Linked DNA regions of Zea mays: region 2 is linked to region 1. A link is a contact called in public Hi-C data. All regions are on one chromosome and are shown on one strand. The core of a region is the stretch at or near the end of the contact, and the rest is flanking DNA. Distances in the headings are between cores, read along the strand shown. Region 1 holds the start of LOC103651531 (aspartic proteinase-like protein 2). Region 2 holds the start of LOC100191271.

Region 1 (4,923 bases), core at 979-3,478:
CAACACAACTCAATGAGTTCACAACTCCACTAGAGCTCTATATGCTATCACAATGAAACAAATGCGCGGAATCGATGTCTTGGTGCTTAGAGATGTTGTAGGAATGCTTGGTTATCTCCTCCATGCGCCTAGGGGTCCCTTTTATAGCCCCAAGGCAGCTAGGAGCCGTTGAGAGCAATCTGGGAAGGCAATTCTTGCCTTCTGCCGTCTGGCGCACCGGACAGTCCGGTGCACACCGGACACTGTCCGGTGCCAGATTTCTTTCCTTAACAGACGCAGCCGACCGTTGGCAGACTTAGAGCCGTTGGCGCACCGGACATGTCCGGTGCACACCGGACAGTCCGGTGCCCCTTTCTAGCCGTTGGCTCGGCCACGTGTCCCGCGCAGATCGCGCGGCCGACCGTTGGCTCACCGGACAGTCCGGTGCACACCGGACAATCCGGTGAATTATAGCCGTACGTCGCCGGTGAATTCCCGAGAGCAGCCACTTCGCTCGAACCAGCCTGGCGCACCGGACACTGTCCGGTGCACCACCAGACAGTCCGGTGCTCCCAGACTGAGCAGAGTCTTGGCTGCTCGAGCCAAGACAATTCTAATTCGATTTTTCCTGTTTCCAGCACTTAGACACAATACTTAGTCCATAAAACAATGTACTAAGTCTGAGAAACATACCTTTATCCTTGGTTTGTACTTTGTCCACCATTTTACATTTAAGCACTTGTGTTAGACACTAAATCACCAAAATACTTAGAAAAGGCCCAAGGGCACATTTCCCTTTCAATCCCACAGGAGACCACTTTGACTATTGTTCTGACCACTCCTAGCATGACCGCGTGCATAGGCGTAGACCCGACCTTGCCCTCGGAAGAAGTCTCCATCTCGCCCGAGCATGGCCTCGGCCAACAACATCAACAAAAGAACACCTGATGCTGCCAACCCTCCCCACAAAAACCGCTGGCAACAGGATGGCTATAGAAACCACAAGACCGGTGTCAAGTCTGTGTTACACCATTCCGCATGACACATGGGGCGGATTACCATGCACTTTTCACCATACTGATTGCTATTTCAACCACTACGGCTCAGATGTCTCGTCCACAAGATGGGCTTAGGTACGTTTCTGAGCCCCCGACCCTAGCCCCGGCTCTCTGCTTGGTCAAAATACGGGATACAGGAACTGGGTACCCTCCTCCTGATCGAAGGCAATAGCCAGGACAAGGGCATCCCGACGGGCATACTGCTACAGGGGCTCAGGCTTGCCACCTCTCAACATTACGACAACCCTTGTACTCCTAGGCTCCCTCCTTGCGGCTATAAAAGGAGGAGTCTATGGTCCCTAGAGGAGAGAGGACCACACTCCATCTTTTGCCCTCCACTTTCGATATTGACACTAGCCTCAATCACTCATAGAGACTTGGGATCCATTCCCTCTCTCGATCAGCTTGTACCCCCTACTACGAGCACCTAGGTGCAAGATAATAGAAGTTTCATCCCCACTCGCTGGAAGTAGAGCCTTCTATTGCCTGAACCAGGATAAATCGTGTGTCTTCTTGCATCACCCATCTGGGCCGTGACACGTAGCACAAATACACTAGTTGGTTAGGACCCTTGGGTCAAAACACCGACAACAACATTGTTGCAACCATCCCTAGTATCTCTGTCGTCGCCCGGATTGCCGACAACACCGAACGCTACAAGTGATTCTTCACAACGATGACAACAACATTCACCAATAGACCTGAGCATGGGCCACCTCGACCAATGCGACAGGCGAACATGAGCCATAGTTTTTATTTGTAACAATCCACGAGTCAAGTACAAACCATTATTTTTTTATCCAAAACCCGACCCAACCCCAAAAAACTTGATCTAACACATCTAAGATGGAGGCACAGATCAACCCAACCCGCTATGCATGAGTCATACGTGGACCTTACCAACCGATTTATAACCCAACCTTGATCTGATCTGACGAGCTCGGCGAGTACATCCCTATTCCCTAGGGCCATCAAGCTTTTTGAGTCGTGTCGGGCCACGAGCTTGCTCAGATTATCTCTAGCAGATTTTATATCCCACGCTTTATCTCACTATTTATTTCAAATTTCACTCTATAAATATTAGAGTATATACTGTAAAATAGTATTTTGTACGACCGTTTACACGCCTTGAGAGTTTCGGGTTGAGATCCGGCTGAGATTTTTTCTCCAGGCTCTCTACGGCCCAGCCCAAAACAGAAACCCTCCCGACCCCACTACCCACTCCCAGCTAGCTTTCCTCCCCGTTTTCGTTTTCCGGTGCCTTGCTTGTTCTAGTAGCCGGTTCTCAATCCTCACCCAAGCGCCTCTAGGCCGAGGCTCGGAGGCCACGGCGAGGAGGAGCAGCAGCTGCCAGCAGGGGAGGACACGGATAGTAGCCGGCCTCCCGCCGCCCGAGGCCCAACCGCCCCCGCAATTACTGTTGTTGCTGCGTGCAGAGCGGTTTTGAATTGCCGTCTCCTACCCAGGAATAATCCATGGCCCCGCCTCCGCCATGGCTTGCCGCCCTCCTCTTCCTCCTCCTACCCGCGCTGCTGCCGGCGGTCGGCTCCGTCTCCGGCGCGGCGGCTGCCGGCATCTTCCGGGTGCGGCGTAAGTTACCAGCCGGAGTTGGAGGGGACACTGGCGCCAACATCAGCGCCCTTCGTGCCCACGACGGTCGCCGCCACGGCCGCCTTCTCGCGGCTGCCGACCTCCCGCTCGGTGGCCTAGGTCTCCCCACTGACACCGGGTACGTGCCGGCCCTCTCCGTCGCTAGTTTCTTTGTCTTGGGAGATTTCCCTGTGGGGTGCTTGATTTGGTTGTGGGGATTATTGGGCCGGTCCGGGCGCGCGCAGGCTCTACTTCACGGAGATCAAGCTCGGGACGCCGCCCAAGCGCTACTACGTCCAGGTCGACACTGGCAGCGACATCCTGTGGGTTAACTGCATCTCCTGCTCAAAATGCCCCCGCAAGAGCGGACTCGGGGTACCAATTCCCACTTTTTATTTCTTGTTTGTGTCTGAACTACAGATTAGTTCAGTTGTGCCCATTTTGATGTGAAAGTTGAGTTCTGTCCACTTTGATGTGAAATCTCTGTGCAGTTAGACTTGACGTTCTATGACCCCAAGGCGTCCTCGAGCGGGAGCACGGTGTCCTGCGATCAGGGATTCTGCGCGGCCACCTATGGGGGGAAGCTGCCAGGGTGCACTGCCAATGTGCCCTGCGAGTACAGCGTCATGTACGGTGATGGTAGCTCAACGACTGGGTTCTTCATCACCGATGCGCTGCAGTTTGATCAGGTGACTGGGGATGGACAGACACAGCCTGGCAATGCTACCATCACATTCGGGTGAGTCAACAGTCAAGTCATATCAGTTTACCGCATTGTAACTTTTTTTTTGTTGGACAACATTCATGATGGGCTATTTTGCTGCCTGAAAAGTTTAGCATGATCCTTGACCTGTTCTTCTATTAGGATGAAGTTGATTTTTATCCCAGTATCTGATAATGAAGTTATATTCTTGACCCTTCATCCAGGCTATGTGCTTGTGCTATCACTTCATTGAAAAGATAGGTATCTGGGAAAGCATAAACCCTGCTGTGGGGTTTACTATGCATCCCACACTCTTTATCATATTGCAGTAGAAGAGCTGATTAGGAAACAAGCATCAACCGGTTAGCATTTGTTAATAGGTGCTGAAGTGTCAAATGGAGATACATGATTCTTCTTTCCTTTGTAGGTGTGGTGCTCAGCAAGGTGGGGATTTGGGCAACTCAAACCAAGCTCTTGATGGAATTCTTGGTTTTGGTCAGGCAAATACGTCAATGTTATCACAGCTAGCTGCTGCTGGTAAAGCGAAGAAGATATTTGCTCATTGCTTGGATACCATAAAGGGTGGTGGAATTTTTGCTATTGGAAATGTTGTTCAGCCAAAAGTAAAAACAACACCGTTAGTAGCTGACATGTATGTACCTTGTCGTACTAATTATCGTTTTGGATGCATTACACTCATGGGTGAACCTCTCTAGAAGACTAGAACTAGTTAAGTTAATTTCAGTTTCTGAAACTTGCTTCGGGACTTAGGTTATTTATCTAATTTCTGTAGAAAGAGTCATAAAAGTGCATAATACAGTTCTGTGTTAAGGACAAAAAAATATGACCGTACAATATTTTCACCATGCGTAATGTTTGTTTTTTGGTAGGATAATATCGTCACTTCTGCGACAATATAACTACTCTGTAACTTAAAACTCTAGTTGGACTCAATAGGAAACTTCCATGCCACTTCATGTGACATTTTGGGATTCGGTTGATTTCAATGATGCATTTTACTAGTCCCCATTTTAATAGTTCATTAGTCATATAATGTTTTTGCTAAATGTTCATAGCTGTCAATTTTGATTAATCACCAAGTCACCAGTTCACTAGGATTGGAACATGAACCTCAAACAAAATAAAAAAATGAAACCATCATACTCTCAACCCTAAAGACATGTTGCCATGCTTGTTCTATGAAATGGTGGGAAACTTCTTGCATGTTTGATAAAAAAATGGTGGGCAACTGACATGCACATGCACTATGTCGCCACTGCCCTTACAAGTGATAACCATTGGTTAGGCATGTTGCTTACTTGCTTAGTATTCAATTAACAAGGAAAAATGATATGAGAACTGGACACTTATTAAGTGTGGAATAAGATTCGATAAAATTGCATGTGCGAAGGAAAGAAAGATACATGCATATTAAAACTTCTGTTCATTGGATAAATGTTCTGTTGTGCTAGTGCTACTTTGTGTTCTTTTTTGCCCATGGCCTCTTGAACATACCCCTGTTTTTGGTAAGTTTTGGGTTGGTAAAACCTCTTATCAATAGCACTGTTACAAAGTTTATATGAATGCATATTT
Region 2 (4,923 bases), core at 1,564-4,063, 160 kb before region 1:
GGAAGTTCAACCAGACAAAATGTGTGGATTGAAGAATCGTGAGCGAGAACACTAACACCACATACTCTAATATGCCAATAAACTGAAATTCAAATTCAAATAATCTAATACCCCGTTTGGATGTAGATATTGGAGCACATAATTGGGAACTGGAATCAGCTTTCCTAAATTATGTTGTTTGGTTGCACGTGGAATTGAGATTTTGAACTAGAGGTTTAATTCCCGGGAATTGGACTATAACTAGAAACCCCCTCTCCCAATACAAAGTCTCACCCCTCAGTATTGTGTGGAATTAGACCACACAATTCTAAACTCCAATTCAGTGACATCCAAACAATAGAATTGAAATTACATCTCATTTCAATACCATGCCTGATTTGGTATTCAACCCAATTCAATTTCATCCTCTCCGATATCGACATCCAAACATAGCATAAAAGTCCCCTTATACCCCGTTTGGATGTAGAGATTGAAGCACAGAATTGAGAATTGGAATCAGCTTTCCTAAATTATGTTGTTTCGTTGCATGTGGAATTGAGATTTGGAATCAGAGGCCCAATTCCCTGAAATTAGACTATAACTAGAAACCCCCTCTTCCAATACAAAGCCTCACCCCCTCGGTATTGCCTAGAATTAGACCGCATAATTCCAAACTCCAATTCAGTGACATCCAAACAATAGAATTGGAATTATATCTCATTTCAATATCATGCCTGATTTGGTATTCAACCCAATTCAATTCCATCCTCTCCAATATCGACATCCAAACGGAGTATTAGATTACTCACACAACGGGTCAAACTCAAATATGCCAATAAACTGAAATAGTTACATATTTTCACAACACCAAAATGATGTTTTAACTGGAAAAGTAGAATGATGTATATATTGAATCCAGATATTCATGGCTGAGACCACTTACCAGGTAAGAGATGTATCAGGACACTAACAAGTTTGTCAAATGAACTGAAAACCAAGCTGCAACGCCACACAATTAATGCCCAAGCAAGCGGACCCTGTGATGATTTAAAATGATTAAACACATCATGGACAAGCTCTGAAAATCAACAAGGAGAATGGTGTTGGCAAACCATGAAAAGTTTTTTATACCTCTGCAAACGAGAAGCAAACCATAAAAAGTTTTTCATCCTCTGGGTAGAAGAGAATCATTACAAGGAGAAAGGTGTTGGCATAGTAGCAGAAGTCCTGCAGAAAAGAAAAAAAAATAAACCTCGAGGTTTTACAGACAAGATGATGGCTTTAGAAATTGAGAAGATCACATCAAAAGAACACAAAACTGTTGTCTAGCAAACTAATATTTGTGATAACATTCAAAATATAAAATGAAACAGAACCTAGAATATTGACCTAGTCACCTAGACATAATAATGTAGGCATACTATTTATCACGTAAATCAGGTAAAGAATTATTCCTGGCACACCACAAAAATATCATCAACACTCCACATTGTTAGAATGGAGTGGCTCCTTTGTTACATGAGATATGTGACAATAGGTCTGCAAGATATTGGCACAATGTCATACAACAGTATATCGTCGGCTCATCATATCAGTATGTGCTATTTAAAATATTTATCCTTTCGACAAAGCTTTCTGTTGCAAGATTGTGCTGTGGATAACAACTAAATTTAAAATAAAGTAGGACACTGAAACCAACACCGTTAAGTATGAACTAGTAAAATTCTGTGGAATCACATTTCTGGCAACTTAACGCATTTCCGGGGCATCAAAATGTGAGACAGTAAGGACTCACCAGAAGGTAGTAATGCCATTTCTTGTAGCGGTAGTAAATCCAGCGGAGCGGAACAAATATGACATAGAACAGGCAGTACACATATGGCACATCCTGTGGTCCTGCAAGCAACATCAGAGCATTGAGCATTACAAGTGGAACCAACAAGAAACTTATGGTGTACAGTACGTAACAGCCAACCAAATATATCAATGCTGCAGTAGCTTACTGGCACCCAAGAGATAGCAAAATCCCCCAAATCCAAGAACACCCAGCAAGTGTGTGACCTGCACATTTAAAACGAAGTAGCACCATATAAGAACAGTCCCTAGACCCAATCCAGCGAATCCAATTATTACCACAACCTCTGCAGTACGGTGCGAACAATAAATGCACAAAGTGCGTGCAGGTACTTATTCCTTTCCGCTAAAATGCTTGATAAAAAAAAATCCATCGCCAATATTTCCTCGTATTCATGGAACAGTTACATCACAGTACTATCACACAATGCCCACTAAAATTGTCATGCAAAAACGCAGGCCAACAATTCCCTTGGGTTCCGACAAGGAAAGGGAGCACGGCTGCACGGGAGTGGCGAGATTTGTGAACATCAAACTGCACAGTAAAGGCAGCGATAACGAGATTAAACGGAGGCAGAGTCGGGAAATGACCTTAAAGATGAAGCGCTCATGCTGCTCGGCCTTGGTGGCGATCCTGACGGCCTGCGTGGACAGAATTGCCTTCGCCTGGTCCCTCTGCACACCACGGCACCCGCCGGACAAGATCAGGGCTCATAAAAGCAGCCAAATCCGAGAAAAGAGAAAACGAAAATCAAACGACAGGAAGCGGCGCGGCGGCGCACCCTCCGGCGGACGTCGGCTGCACCGTTGGCGAGCAGCGGCGTCGCCGCCTCGTCCTCCACCTCCGACGCCATCCCTTCCCAACGAGGCAAGAACCTTCGAGACGCAACCTTGGTTCTCCTCCTATCCTCTACGCCACCTTTCTTTTATTAATTTTATTTATTTATTTATTGCTACGAAATTTTCTCCTTTGCCTTTCCTTCGCTCCCCTGGATTTACAATGTCCATTATATAATCACACACACCCATCGAGCTTAGCATCCTTTTTAATCTGGACCCATCTGAACTCGGTCAGAGTTGCGTGACGTTTTGGTCCCCATCAATAATAGGTGTGGTGACAGCGAAATTGGAGAGAATTTATAGGTAAAGAATCTTTTTACTATTTAAAACTAAATAATAAGAGGATTCCTGGATCCCTTGTCACCAATAACTTTTACGGATTAGCTCTAAAAGGATTAGTTAAATTTACTGAATTAGCTAGTCATTAAAATAGATTTTATTAAAAAAGGTAAATTGAACCATGTATGACGAATAAGCGATTACCCATAAATAGAGAGCGAAGGTGTAGAGATAGAGCCGCTAAATTTAAAAAGTCATTTACAGTGATTAGGCTAGTTGTCGGCGTTTCGACCTCGAGGGTCCCTGGACCGACGAGTAAATTGTCGCTGCGTGTCCCCGTCCAGATGGGTCGGCGCGAGACGGAACATAAGGGGGAAAACAGTAAGGGGAACTGCGGCCTCGTGTTGTCCTGCGCCCAGGGCGGATGCGCTTGCAGTAGGGGGTTACAAGCGCTCGCGAGGGAGAGAGAGAGCGAGAGCCTTGTGCGTCGGCCCGTCCTCCCGCGCGGCCACCTTCTCGTATGAGGGCCCTGGACCTTCCTTTTATAGATGTAAGGAGAGGGTCCAGGTGTACAACGGGGAGCGTAGCAATGTGCTAACGTGTCTAGCGGGGAGGAGCTAGAGCCATGTGTACATGTCGACGTGGCTGTTGGAGAGGTGTTGCTGCCCTGTTCATGTGATGTCGTGGCCGTCGGAGGAGTGCTTGAGCCCTGTGGAAGCACAGCTGTCGGGGCTGTCGGATCGTTGCTGACGTCTCCTTGCTTCCGTAAGGGGCTGAGAACCGCCATCATCATGGAGCACGCGAGGTGCCATCATTACTTGTTTTACCGGGGCGAGCCAGATGGGACGCCGGTATTGTTCCCCGTAGCCTGAGCTAGCTAGGGGTAGGGTAATGATGGCCCCCCTGTGACGTGGTCGGTCCGAGCTCGAGGTCGGGCGAGGCGGTGACTCCTCCGAGGTCGAGGCTGAGTCCGAGCCCTGGGGTCGGGCAAGGCGGAGACCGTCTTCCGAAGTCGAGGTTGAGTCCGAGCCCTGGGGTCGGGCGAGGAGGAGACCGTCTTCCGAGGTTGAGGTGGAGTCCGAGCCCTGGGGTCGGGCGAGGCGGAGACCGTCTTCCGGAGTCGAGGTTGAGTCCGAGCCCTGGGGTCGGGTGAGGCGGAGACCGTCTTCCGGAGTCGAGGTTGAGTCTGAGCCCTGGGGTCGGGCGAGGCAGAGCTTCCTATGGCTCCCGAGGCTGGACTTGGCTGCTGTCAGCCTCACCCTGGCGGGTGGCACAGCAGTCGGAGCAGGGCAGGCGGCGCTGTTTTCCTGTCAGGTCGGTCAGTGGAGCGGCGAAGTGACTGCAGTCACTTCGGCCCTGCCGACTGAGGAGCGCGCGTCAGGATAAGGTGTCAGACGATCCTTGCATTGAATGCTCCTGCGATACGGTCGGTTGGCATGGCGATCTGGCCAAGGCTGCTTCTCCGCGAAGCCTGCCCGAGCTAGGCCTCGGGCGAGTCGAAGGTGTGCCCGTTGCTTGAGGAGACCCTCGGGCGAGACGTGAATCCTCCTGGGTCGGCTATCTTTGCCCGAGGCTGGGCTCGGGCGAGGCGAGATCGTGTCCCTTGAGTGGATGGAGCCTTGACCTGAATTGCGCCTATCAGGCCTTTGCAGCTTTGTGCTGATGGGGGTTACCAGCTGAGATTAGGAGTCTTGGGGGTACCCTAATTATGGTCCCCGACAGTAGCCCCCGAGCCTCGAAGGGAGTGTTGGTACTCGCTTGGAGGCTTTTGTCGCACTTTTTTGCAAGGGGACCGGCCTCTCTCGGTTGCATTTCGTTCCGGTGGGTGCGCGCGAGCGCACCCACCGGGTGTAGCCCCCGAGGACTTCGGAGGAGTGGTTTGACTCCTTCGAGGTCTTAATGCCTTTCGTGATGCCTCGGCCGGTCTGGTTGTTCCCTCATGCGAACTGGTCGTTGCCCGGGTGCATAGTC

Evidence for each region. A called contact is a pair of places that touch in the nucleus more often than the background predicts.
Region 2: a Hi-C map of leaf shows a contact between it and region 1, with 4 times the contacts expected there. The contact joins the promoter of LOC100191271 here to the promoter of LOC103651531 in region 1. A contact is called at or near these places in 5 of 25 Hi-C or Micro-C datasets (ear, endosperm, leaf and 1 more).

The regions. Positions count from the first base shown.
Region 1 is chr3:226,594,327-226,599,249 of Zm-B73-REFERENCE-NAM-5.0, reverse strand. LOC103651531 (aspartic proteinase-like protein 2) reads left to right here and starts at 2,228. Exons shown (of 10, transcript XM_008677180.3): 1 at 2,228-2,766; 2 at 2,873-3,002; 3 at 3,119-3,366; 4 at 3,758-3,982. The coding sequence starts at 2,513.
Region 2 is chr3:226,755,034-226,759,956 of Zm-B73-REFERENCE-NAM-5.0, reverse strand. It overlaps LOC100191271, which reads right to left and starts at 2,813. Exons shown (of 8, transcript NM_001136705.2): 1 at 2,616-2,813; 2 at 2,425-2,508; 3 at 1,983-2,040; 4 at 1,775-1,875; 5 at 1,111-1,206; 6 at 923-1,016. The coding sequence starts at 2,687.